Linked DNA regions of Mus musculus: all the other regions are linked to region 2. The links are chromatin contacts, called in public HiChIP or PLAC-seq and promoter capture Hi-C maps. All regions are on one chromosome and are shown on one strand. The core of a region is the stretch at or near the end of the contact, and the rest is flanking DNA. Distances in the headings are between cores, read along the strand shown. Region 1 overlaps Megf11 (multiple EGF-like-domains 11). Region 2 holds the start of Megf11 (multiple EGF-like-domains 11). Region 3 overlaps Megf11 (multiple EGF-like-domains 11).

Region 1 (3,472 bases), core at 506-3,005, 190 kb after region 2:
TGCTTACCACATGCATGCCTGGTGCAGGGAGAGGCTAGAAGAGAGTTTCATATCCCCTGGAACTGCAGTTACAGAGGTTGTGAGCTGCCATGTGGGTGCTGGGAATAGAATCTGGGTCCTCTAGAAGAAGAACAGGCTGTGTTCTTAACCTCTGAGCCATCTCCCCAGCCCTAATCTTTGCGTTTTGAAATTTTCACTGGGGAGGCCATGGTGTTAGTGGTGACCCAACACCTTGAATCTCAGCACTCGGAGAGGCAGAGGTTATCTTGATCTGCATAGCATTTCCATACCGGCCAGGGCTATATAGTGTGATCCTGTCTCGAAACATAAACATGTAAAACAAAAACAAAATTATCACAGAGTCTTGGTCTGTATCCCCAGCACTCAGGAAGGGGAGGGGAAGATTTGGGGATTCATGCTTTTCCCTCTTGATGAGATGAACTGAGGAAAGATCATTGCTGAAATGGGATTCAAGGCTAGCCTTACAATAAAAAAAAAAAAAAAAAAAAAACCTATGTTTAAAAAAAAAAAAAAAGACGTATCATTGAGATAAACACACAGCAATGTAAACCCTTGTATTTTAGATTCTCTATGGGTGTCTCAGATGAACCTCACTCAGCATGTGTGTGATGCATCCTGAGGGAGAGGCCAGGTAGTACTTAACTACAGTGACCATGATGTCATTGCTGGGGCCCTAAGATTCATGTCCCAGTCCAAGGCCTGTAGCTCAGTGTCTCTTCTTCCCTCCCTTGCTTCTGCCCCGAGGGATCTGTACTCAGAATCCTTCTCTCGGTTTTGGTCCTGAGTATCAGAGGCCTCCCACAGGCATCCTTTTTTAGCATTTGACAAGTTCAAGGTCAAGGGCAGCCACTGAAGAGCCGCCCAGTGCCTTCCATCTCTGCTTAGATCCCTGTTCAGAACAGAACTAGAAAGGAAGCCGGGTGGGATGTCCCTTTCAGTACTCAAAGCCTGTCAACATGGGGTGTCTCTGCAGGATGCAAAGATGCCCTGTTCATCCCTTCTCTAGGGCACAGGACTGACCCCTCTGAGCAGGATACTTCGGCAGATAAGAAGAGCCCACCAGCTCCTGCAACTCGCTGTGGTCTCCTGGGTACCGTCATCTGCAGTGAAAAGTCAGGGGAGATTTTGGTGTTTGTCTAGTGTAAGAGACGAAAGTCAATAGGAAGTGGGAGGTGGAATCTCATTTCCAAGCTTCTAAGCAGGTTCTGCAATCAATAATGCAAAGAGCATTGGAGGGCCCTAAGCCACACGCACAAGGGTTTGCAGAGGGGCCTTAGCACCCATCCCACCAGACTAAGGACCCCCGTGGGGACTGTACCTCCTAAGAGAGCCAGTCTGACTCTCCTTGGTGAAACCTGTCCTAGGAAGTGAGTTAACTCATTCCCAGCCACAATATTGTCCCCAGGACTGTGCTCTGGGAGTCACAGGATGATGACAGCTGAAATCAGGACAGGGAGCTAGGTGGACTCTGCCCGTGCAGATATCCCCAAGAGCAAGCATTGGCTGGCTCATCTGGCATTCCCCCGTTCTGTTCCAGAGGCAAACATGACTCTGCCTTCCCACCCCGCGCCCGGCACATCATGGAATAAATAGACTCGTGGTTTATGTTCTATAATTTCATTGCTTATTTTGTACACTGTGAAGTTTTGTTTGCGACTCTACTCCTGACTGTTGCCAAAACCTGTCACACTAGGTGGTAAGATGGATGGAAAGGCACATTATGATGGGTAATGGGGTTCTCGACTCCCTTACCATAGCAATGCTCATGTCTGCTCTCACCTCTGTTAACTGTGGTTCAGTCCTTAAAACCTGGCGGTCTCTATAGACACTGGGGCCCAGTGGGCAGTGGCATGCAGGCAGGGCCTGGGGGTAAGACTGGTACAGGATGAGGTCGGACTTCATTAGAAAACCCAGTCCCTGCAGAAGCCCCCAAGTTGTCTCTGGAGCCCCAGGCTGAGTGACAGACAGAGGCTGGGGAGATGGCTAACTTGGTGAAGTGTTTACTCTATAAGCGTGACAACCTGCATCCCAGCACCAGAATCCACATAAAACGCCAGATGCGGTGGCATGCGCTTTTATTTCAGAGCTTTGGAGGCAGAGGATATGCTCACTGGCCACCCAGCCTAGCTTAGTCATCAAAGGCCAGGCTAGGCAGAGACCCTGTTTCATATAAAAGGGTCGGTAGCTTATGAAGAAGCCTGAGGTTAACCTCTGTCTTTCAGCTACATAAATGTGCACAGATATGTACATGCATTACACACACACACACACACACACACACACAGCTTCACAAACTCCCACTCTCCCAAAATGCTGTTATACCAAGCATTTCTGGGGGCAAGTTACGTGATGAAGTTCTAAGTTTATTTGTTCTGGTTTTTCTGTTCTCTAACCATTTCCCATCAGAGTACATTCCAGGCAGGAAGAGTAGGTTCTAAACACAGGCTTTGGAGTCAGACTGGTTCAAATCCCAGCTACAGAACAGGCAGTTTCAGTACAGCCTTGAGCCTCTTAGCTATTTAGCTTTTCTGGGCCTGTTTCCTCATTAGAAAAGAATGAGGCCAGTCAGGTCCCATGATTCATTCCCATGGTTTCTATCTCCCTGTATCCATTTCCTTCCTGCATTTGGTCCTGACTGTTGAAGATTTAAAGGGGGTACCCCTATGTTTACAGGTTGAGAAAGACTCCTAACTAGAGGGCTCATCAAGAAAAACACCCTAAAAACCTATGTGTCTCCACCAAGCCTCATCCAGGCAGAAATGGCTGAAAGAGGCAGCCTGGCCTGGACCGAGCACGTAGTTAGTAGGCACCTAAGTGATGCTGAGGGCTCACAAACTGGTTTAAGGGCAGAATCTGTGGCCTGGCATCTCTGCCACTTATGCTTGAGGACCGGGCTGTGATGTAGGGCTGGCTGTTGGGCAGCTAACAAGGTGTCACATGACCCACCAAGAGTCACAAGCTGGCTCTCAGCTGTTCCCTGCCAGCCACTCTTGTCCCCTCATAGTTCCTTCCACCCAGCAGCGGGGACTCTGACATGTGAGTCAGAGCAGGTCTCCCTTCTGCTTCAAGCCTCCAGAGGCCACTTAAAAATGACATTTAGAGCCTCAAGCAGGTCTTGGAGCGCTTCCAAATAAAAATATCAATTTGTTTGGGAACAAAGCAATGGCTTGAGATTATGCAACCTGCAAGTGTTTGTATAAAAGTGGGATGCTGGGGCAGTGGACATTCGCCCCTTTCCCGTTTCAGCCAGGGTTCAGGACACAGCTGCATTGCTTGGAATTTATTCATCCAGCCTCGCTGTTCTTATAAATTCGTATCTGAAAATACTTGTTTGCATCATCAGAAAAAGCTAATGTATTAGTGCTTTTCTTGTTGCTGTGATACGATTCTTGTGAAGAAACAGCTTGGGGGGGGGGGGAAGGGTTGACTCTGGCTGGAATTTTGAGGAGAC
Region 2 (3,449 bases), core at 198-2,697:
TGGTTGGTCCTGCAAAGGAGGGGCTAGAGCACTAGAGAAGGCAGGAAGCTCCTGGGGTGCAGAATTTAAGGAGGGACTCACTCTGGCGGGTGAGTGACCCGGGTGTTTGCTAAGTGCTTCACCCGGTTTCAAGCTCTACTTTTATGTTGTGAACAAGAGGCTCTGCCATCTGTTGTCCGTTTAGTTTGACATTCCAAGGTAAGGAACTGCTGGGGAGGTTGGTTTGGAGTTTTGGGACCTGAAACCCCAATGCAGAAAGATCTCATCTGCTCACACCATTCCTGCAGAAGCCTAGCACTTACTGGATGAACCTGGTCTGGTGCTTGCAGAGCAGGGCTGCCTGTTGTGGGCCAATGGGAAGAGGGCTTCTTCTTATTTCTCCAAACCCCACTGGGCTGAAATGGACAGATGACAGGGAGTACACTCCTGGGGAAAGAGCTGGATCCTCAGGCTGCACGGGAGCCTGGGTCGAGTGGCTTGTCCCAAAGCCACAGACAATCTGCCTGTTCTAGTGGCAAAATTCTCCCTCCGGGTGCAGGACACCTTTCCCAAGTGTGGGACCCCACCTCACTTCAAGGGAAGGAAACACCCCACCACCCCCACCTCTGGCAAACAGGGAAGCAGGAGTGAGCCCCTCATATCTTGGAAAGGAGTAGGGGTGACCAGCAGGTGTTCCCACCACCTGGCTAGGACCCACTTACAAGCACACGAGGTGTAGTCTAAAGTGTCACCTGACTGAAGACTTCCAGGTGGCTCTGGGTGCAGTGCCAGGCCTCTGACACCCTATCATTAACATGCACCCTCCTCTGCCCCCCCCCACCCCCCATCTCATCCCCTGTTCGAAGACCTTGAAGTCTACAAGAAGCCCCGCTGGTTTAAGTCCAGCCTTTGGAGTTGACCACAGCAGTCCAGCCTTTGGAGTTGACCACAGCATGGCAAGTTCTTACTCTGGGGCCTGGCTGTCTGCACTTTACCTGGTGCAGCTCAGCTTGTTCTGCACACTGAGTTCTTTGCTTTTCTAGCTTTCCCTGGGTATCTATCTGTACTCAGCTTGTTAAAAGCTCAGTTTGGGGCATATTCCTGGTCCCCTTCCATCCTGGGCTAGCTTCGCCAGCCAGAGCTTCTACAAAGAACAGGTGCAGAGGCCACGCTAATCGGTCGGTCAGAAGGAAAAAAAAAAGGGGGGGGGGAGGGAGAAGGGAGTCGCGAGGGGTTAAAAGGAAGAGATACAGAAAAGAGAGAGCGGGGGAAAAACGGTAAAAGAACGATAACGGGTGGATGCAGAGTAGGGAAGTGAGAAGAGAACAGAGGGAATTAAAGAAGGCAACCGGCAGAGAGAAAGCTAGGAAAAAGAGCGAGGGAATGCGCGCGATCGCAGGGTCTGAAAAGAGGTGGGAGGGAGAGGGAGAGCGGAGGGAGGAGGGAAGAGGGAGGGGCCGAGGGACGCAGGGGGGTGGGGGCTGCCGTGGCAGCAGTCGCAGCGGCTCCAGCCTCCTGCTTGCTCACTCGTTCTCAGTGCCCGGAGCCGGCTGCCCGGCTCGGGGCGGTTCGCAGCTCCCTCTCCTGCCTGGGGACCTGAAGCCGCTCCGGCTCCGGGGTATAGGACCGCGCGACTGGCTGGCCCAAGCCCGGGGCGCGCCACGGAAGCAGGTAGATGGTTGGGTGGGGTCCGCGGGGACCCGGAGCCTCGGAGCACTGTGGGTGCATTGGGTCGGGGTGTGGGTTCCAGTTCAGGGGAGGGGGCTTTGCAGCGTCGCGACTAACTTTCCACCAGCTCCGTGGGTCCTCCGTGGCCAGGTCCCGGCTCTAGAAGGCGAGTTTGGCGAGGGGCAGAAGGTGGATGGCTGGGCTTGCGGGAGCGCCCGGGGGTCTATGCGAGACGTAGAGAGCCTCGGCTGGGCCAGGCGCGCGTCCTCTGGCCGCAGTCAGGACGCAGCGGCCGCCGCGTCTCCACGTGCGGGGGAAGACCCGAGAGTCGCGGTGCGGGTGTCCGGAAGAAGGAACCTGCCAGCTCTGCGCGAATCTGGGGTCTCCCGGCCGAGAGCCATTCTAGATGTGCGGGACCTTCGCCCCGCACCGCGTCCTTCCGACCCGGGTCCCGACGCAGAGCTGCGGGGCCGCGCGCAGGTCCCCGCGGAGCCCAAGCCCAGCCGGTGCCACGCGCAACGTGGACTCACTCTCTTTTTTTCCTCCTGATCCTGTCTACCCACTTTCACTGAGGGAATCCCGGACGCCCTGCAGTCCTGCGGGTCGCCCCTGGCTACATACCTCCGACCCTCGGCGGAGACCCCAACACCCAAAGTTAAAAGAGAAGCGAGTCCCTCTTCCTGCGCTCGTGGGCGGCTGTCCCGAACTTCCTAACTTCTCTCCCAAACGCGGGCGGTAGTGTTGTAGCTGGGCACACAGTGGTCCTGGTGGCAGCCCTGCGCAGGCACCTTCCCCTAAGACTTGATTTAGTCTTTTAATTTTTAGGAGGAAAAAAAAAAGACTTGAAAAATAGGTAAAACCGTTCCTTCCCGGGACCAAGGTTGCGAGTGGGACGGAGTCACGATCGGTCTGTAGTCTGGGAGCTCTGGGTCTCCGCCTGGCGGGCCCCAGAGCCCTCGAACCCCAGATGCTTTTTCCTGGAACTGCCTCCCACGCTCCATCCCACTGTCGTCGCGTCTCAGAATCCGTCCCCGTGAGTGCCTGCTGCGAGGCCAGCCGGCCTCTTTCCGGGCTGGTGATGCTCTCGAGAAAAACCGGTCCAAGTGACTGGGATCAGATTCTCCCACGCCTGGTCCCTCCGGGAGCCTATACAGCAGGGCCTCCCGCAGGTTGGAGGATGCTTACCAGGAGGTTAGGGCTCCCCGCCTTCCCAGCTCTCTGTGGCAAGGATACTTGTGCCCAGCGCATCTGCGCCCATCACTGTCCTGGGGGAAACTGGGGTTAATGTCCTGACCAGGTGGTGGCGCGCGGCAGGCTGCCGGGACCGTCCCGAGCCTGCCCCGATAGTGTTTTGGCTCCGGGAGTCCAGTGGCTGGATTCGCCGACCCTCATCTCTTTCCAGCGTTCGGTCTTTGTTGGACTGCAAGCCGAAAAGATCTTTTGTGAGGCTTAGCGGAGGTTTAGAAGTAGCAAAAAAGCTGGAGTTCTTTGCAGAGAGGATCATCTACGGGCCATCGCCCCCTCCCTGAAGGTTGGGTTCAGTGTCCCAGAGCATTGACATTAACGCCCAGCCTAGGATGTGAAGCTTAACCTGTTTCTTTGGCGGCTTTTCCTGCGGTGTGCACCAAGCACCGGGCTCTTGCTGTTGCTCACACATTGTTTAAGCCCCTAGAAAATTGAAGCCTGTAACTGCAGTCCTTCCCTTTCCTCCCATTCTGCAGATCAGCCTACTGAAGCCCAAAGAAGTGAAGGGACTCCCTTAGAGCTGACTAAGGGAAGTCTTCCTGCCTAAGGGCTGGGCA
Region 3 (3,429 bases), core at 362-2,861, 220 kb after region 2:
TCTCCTTGCTGGAAAAGAGAGTTCAATTTGGCTGCAGTACAAACTCCCCAGTCACTAAACTGCCATCTTCATTTAGTTAACGCTCTTTCTGGGCAGACCTGGCTGGGATTCATCTTCATTATCCAGTGAGGGGCTCACTCCAGGCCGGGCTTTGATCTCAGAGCAGCAGAAAATTGCCTCTTGCAGATGATTTCCCCTGAAGACCATTAGCAGGGCTGGTAGGAGGCTGAGTGCCAGGGAGGAGCTACGGACAGTCCACTACCAACACAGGCCCCCTCTCCATCCTTACCAGTGCCCAAGCTGCCTCTCTCCAGCCCCCACTTACCTCTTGCCTTTAGCTAAGCTAGACAGGGCTGAAATCCTAACATCTTTTTCCCCTGGCCACACAGCCCTCAATAACTAGTACTCTTAAAACAGTTTACAAAGTCCTTCCACATTTTAACTTTACAAACTCCAAAGCCACGGCCGGGATGTAGCTCAGTTGAAAGACTATCTGCTTAGCTTGCATAAAACCATGGGGTCCAGCCCCAGCCCCACATCAGCTGGGCATGGTGCTGCACGACTATATTCCCAGAACTTGGGAGGTGGACGCAGCAAGACCAGAAGTTCAAGGTCATCCGCAGCTACATAGCAACTTTGAGCCTGGGCTGCATGAGACCCTGTTTTTAAAAAGAACTCTCAGAATCCAGACTCACCAAGATCCTGGCTCAACATGCTTACACGACAAACTTGGTTTCTATGTCTACGAAACGGAATGATAACACCACTCTTGGAAATGACTCAGTATATAATATATACATCAAAGGCCTAACACAGAGGCCGCTGCAGTCCATGCCAAACACCAGGAGTCCTTTCTCCAGACAAGCACCGGCAGTTATAAACAGGGGCGCTGAGACCCATGGAGGTGCTTTGGTCAGTGACTTTGAGAGAATCATTTCCTTCCAAGACTGGGTCTTCTCTGCAGAGAGCTCCCACCACCCTTAAGCCTTCTACAGCATCCTACGGTAGGCTCATGTCTGGCAGGTTCAGGACCGCAGGGCTGACTACAGGCTCATAATTATGGAGATAGCCAGGAAATGCTTCGGGCTGCCTTGCTCCTCCAAGCAGCAGGGCGGTGAGCAGAGACTTGCCTGGAGCCACTGTGCTGGTTGACATAGGTTAGCTTGTGCACCAGAACTTTACACAGCTCTGGGGTGGCAAGATTTCCCAAGAGACCGTTAGTTAGCTGGTCCCTAACTGCTCAGAGCTCTTTTAGAACCATAACAGCTTCACCCTAAGCCCAAAGGTTTTCCCCTCTAGCCCCCCAAACCCTACGTTCCCACCCCGGCGTCTCAGCGATGACAATCCTCACCCCTTTCCAAGTCTGCAGACCACCCCCAACAGGCCAGCCTCTTCTTGGCTGTGTGCCCAGCCTCAGGCCTTTCTCCATAGGCCATGCCCCAAGCTGTTTTTAATCCCTTGTGATTGGCACTCTCTCGCCACTCGGGGTAAGGACATTTGGTCTCTGCAACTGGCACTTTGCCGCTATTATCTGCCCATGGCAACAGGGTCTGTAATCCAGCCCATTCATCTTTTCTTCCTCTGCATACACTCCTGGGCAGTCGGACCCCACTTGGATTTGTGTGAACTGTGCAGCCAGCAAAGACAGAAGAGCCTTTTCACAGCTGGGCTGCGGGGTCTTTGAGAAGCTTATCCGTTCAGAAAGGCCAGCTCGGAAGGATGCAGAAACTGCTTCATGAACCCAAACAAACGCCTTGTGTTCCCCCAGCATGGCTTCTTGGCCGACTTCCTTGCACCTGACCACCCATTAATCTGCCTTTTAACTGGATCTGCATGTGTCCCGGGCACATGGTTACTGTCTCTAGCCCCAGCTGGGCCACCTCCAAACCGGGTCACCCTGCAGGGCCGTGTTTAATGGTTCAGAGATACAGCCCTGCTTCTTTCAGAGAGGATCCAGCCGCAGGCCCTGAGTTGACAGGCAGTCTACAAAAGCCAGGGATTCTGAGAAAATAGCTGCTGCTGGATATCCAGAGGATAACCAAAGGACAGGGCTTCAATGTAGGATTTTTAGCCTGGAGTCTGTGCATAGTAGGACATAAATACCTTGAATTCCTGGGCGGTTCTGTGTATGCATATGTGCATGAGTTATATATGTGTTCATGAGCATTTTGGTGAGGATAGTCCGTAGCTTTTGTGAGTGTCCTAAACATGTCTGGGACTTACTATGTGGTCACAGCAGAGCAGAGAGTGTTTATACTTTTGCTATTGCAATATGATATTTTCTACAAATGTTTTCAGCCATGTTTATAGCCATCCTAGGACACACAGGGCCCGTGAGCATCAGGTTAGACAAGCCTGCTAGAACTTCAGTCAGGAATTCTGGGGTCATCCAGGCCAAGCCACTTACTTGGTAAGACCAGGCCTTAGAGTAACAGCTTGCCTTAGTGTGGTGGTTTGAATGAAAATGGCCCCCATGGCTCATGGCTCATAGATTTAAGTGTTTGGCCCGCAGTTGGTATGGCCTTGTTGGAGGAGAGATGTCATTGGGAACTGGCTTTGAGGTTTCAAGGGCTTGAGCTGTTCTTGCCATTCCCAGTGTGTTCTCTCTACCTCCTGCTCCTGGATCGAGATGTGAGCTCTCCACTCTTCCTGCCGCCATGCCTTTACTCCACCTTTATGGACTCTAACCATACACAGCCCACGTCTTTCCTTTATAAGTTGTCATGGTCACAGTGTTTTGTCACAGCAACACAAAAGTAACTAATATACTTAGCTTACCTGTACCTCATAGAACAGCCATCAGAGCCCAGGCCAGCTCTGGCTGCTGGCCCCATGCAGCCCAGCCAACTGTGGCCCAGAGCCAGCTCTTCCATTGCTGGGCTCATTGTCATATCCAACTCTGACTTGTCCCTGATCCCAGACCTTATCAGAGCCCCCATCCACCTTGCCAGGCCAGACTTAGCTTCCTTCTTTGCCTCACACCTTAATCCCTTGAGGGCTGAAGCTCTCTCACTCAGTCTGTCCCTCCCTGGGCCAGCCATTCCCCCATAGGGCCCCTCACTCACCAACACTGCAAGGCATCTTCTAGCCCCAGAGAGACATTTTTCTCTCTTGCCAGAAGCTACTTTAAAATGTGCAGACTCTTGCAAAACACCAGAAACAGCTAAGAGGGAGCAGAAAGCAGTCATCTCTCTGCTTCTTCCCCCAGCTGTCTAACCTGTGCTCACTCACCTGGGTCTTCTCCATACCTTGCCAGGGAGCATAGAAGGCCAGAGGTATTGGGATGAATAGAAGGCACCAGCACCCTCAGAATCTCCTGTAGAAGCCATCTAGGCTGGAGCTCCTGGATGAATGGCTGCCTGACTTCTTTCTCTTCTAGAGATGCAGGCTCTGGGCTTCCCACAGACTCTGGGGATGGAAGGGCACTTG

What was found. Promoter capture Hi-C pulls out the DNA fragments that hold promoters and counts their contacts. HiChIP or PLAC-seq counts read pairs in DNA pulled down with a chosen protein or histone mark.
Region 1: a contact with region 2 is called in a promoter capture Hi-C map of liver, with 2.7 times the contacts expected there. The contact joins the enhancer-like site here to the promoter of Megf11 in region 2. A contact is called at or near these places in 10 of 39 promoter capture datasets (the 3T3-L1 cell line, the HPC-7 cell line, cranial neural crest and 5 more), 4 of 484 Hi-C or Micro-C datasets (CD8 T cells, the N1E-115 cell line, Th1 cells and 1 more), 10 of 115 datasets of contacts at active chromatin or transcription factors (craniofacial prominence, embryonic forebrain, embryonic hindbrain and 6 more) and 1 of 9 other capture datasets (adipose tissue).
Region 3: a contact with region 2 is called in an H3K27ac HiChIP or PLAC-seq map of oligodendrocyte precursor cells, with 8 times the contacts expected there. The contact joins the enhancer-like site here to the promoter of Megf11 in region 2. A contact is called at or near these places in 15 of 39 promoter capture datasets (the 3T3-L1 cell line, the C10 cell line, the HPC-7 cell line and 10 more), 4 of 15 datasets of contacts at CTCF or cohesin (the G1E-ER4 cell line, large pre-B cells, pro-B cells and 1 more), 14 of 484 Hi-C or Micro-C datasets (the Ba/F3 cell line, the G1E-ER4 cell line, the HPC-5 cell line and 7 more), 20 of 115 datasets of contacts at active chromatin or transcription factors (T-cell acute lymphoblastic leukemia, bone marrow-derived macrophages, craniofacial prominence and 13 more) and 2 of 9 other capture datasets (liver and pancreatic islet).

Annotation. Positions count from the first base shown.
Region 1 is chr9:64,569,801-64,573,272 of GRCm38.p6, forward strand. All of the region lies in intron 5 of Megf11 (multiple EGF-like-domains 11), which reads left to right. Among named protein-coding and RNA genes, the nearest start is that of Gm36311, 110 kb to the right of the region's middle. Within about 2 kb of position 1,756, at least 26 of the 459 cell types and tissues checked have an H3K27ac peak or open chromatin away from gene starts, as enhancers often do. A contact at or near this core is called in the N1E-115 cell line, bone marrow-derived macrophages and liver, where this site is marked.
Region 2 is chr9:64,384,179-64,387,627 of GRCm38.p6, forward strand. Megf11 (multiple EGF-like-domains 11) reads left to right here and starts at 1,448. Exons shown (of 25, transcript NM_001134399.1): 1 at 1,448-1,650.
Region 3 is chr9:64,604,385-64,607,813 of GRCm38.p6, forward strand. All of the region lies in intron 5 of Megf11 (multiple EGF-like-domains 11), which reads left to right. Among named protein-coding and RNA genes, the nearest start is that of Gm36311, 80 kb to the right of the region's middle. Within about 2 kb of position 1,612, at least 46 of the 459 cell types and tissues checked have an H3K27ac peak or open chromatin away from gene starts, as enhancers often do. A contact at or near this core is called in the N1E-115 cell line, forebrain, neural progenitor cells and 3 more, where this site is marked.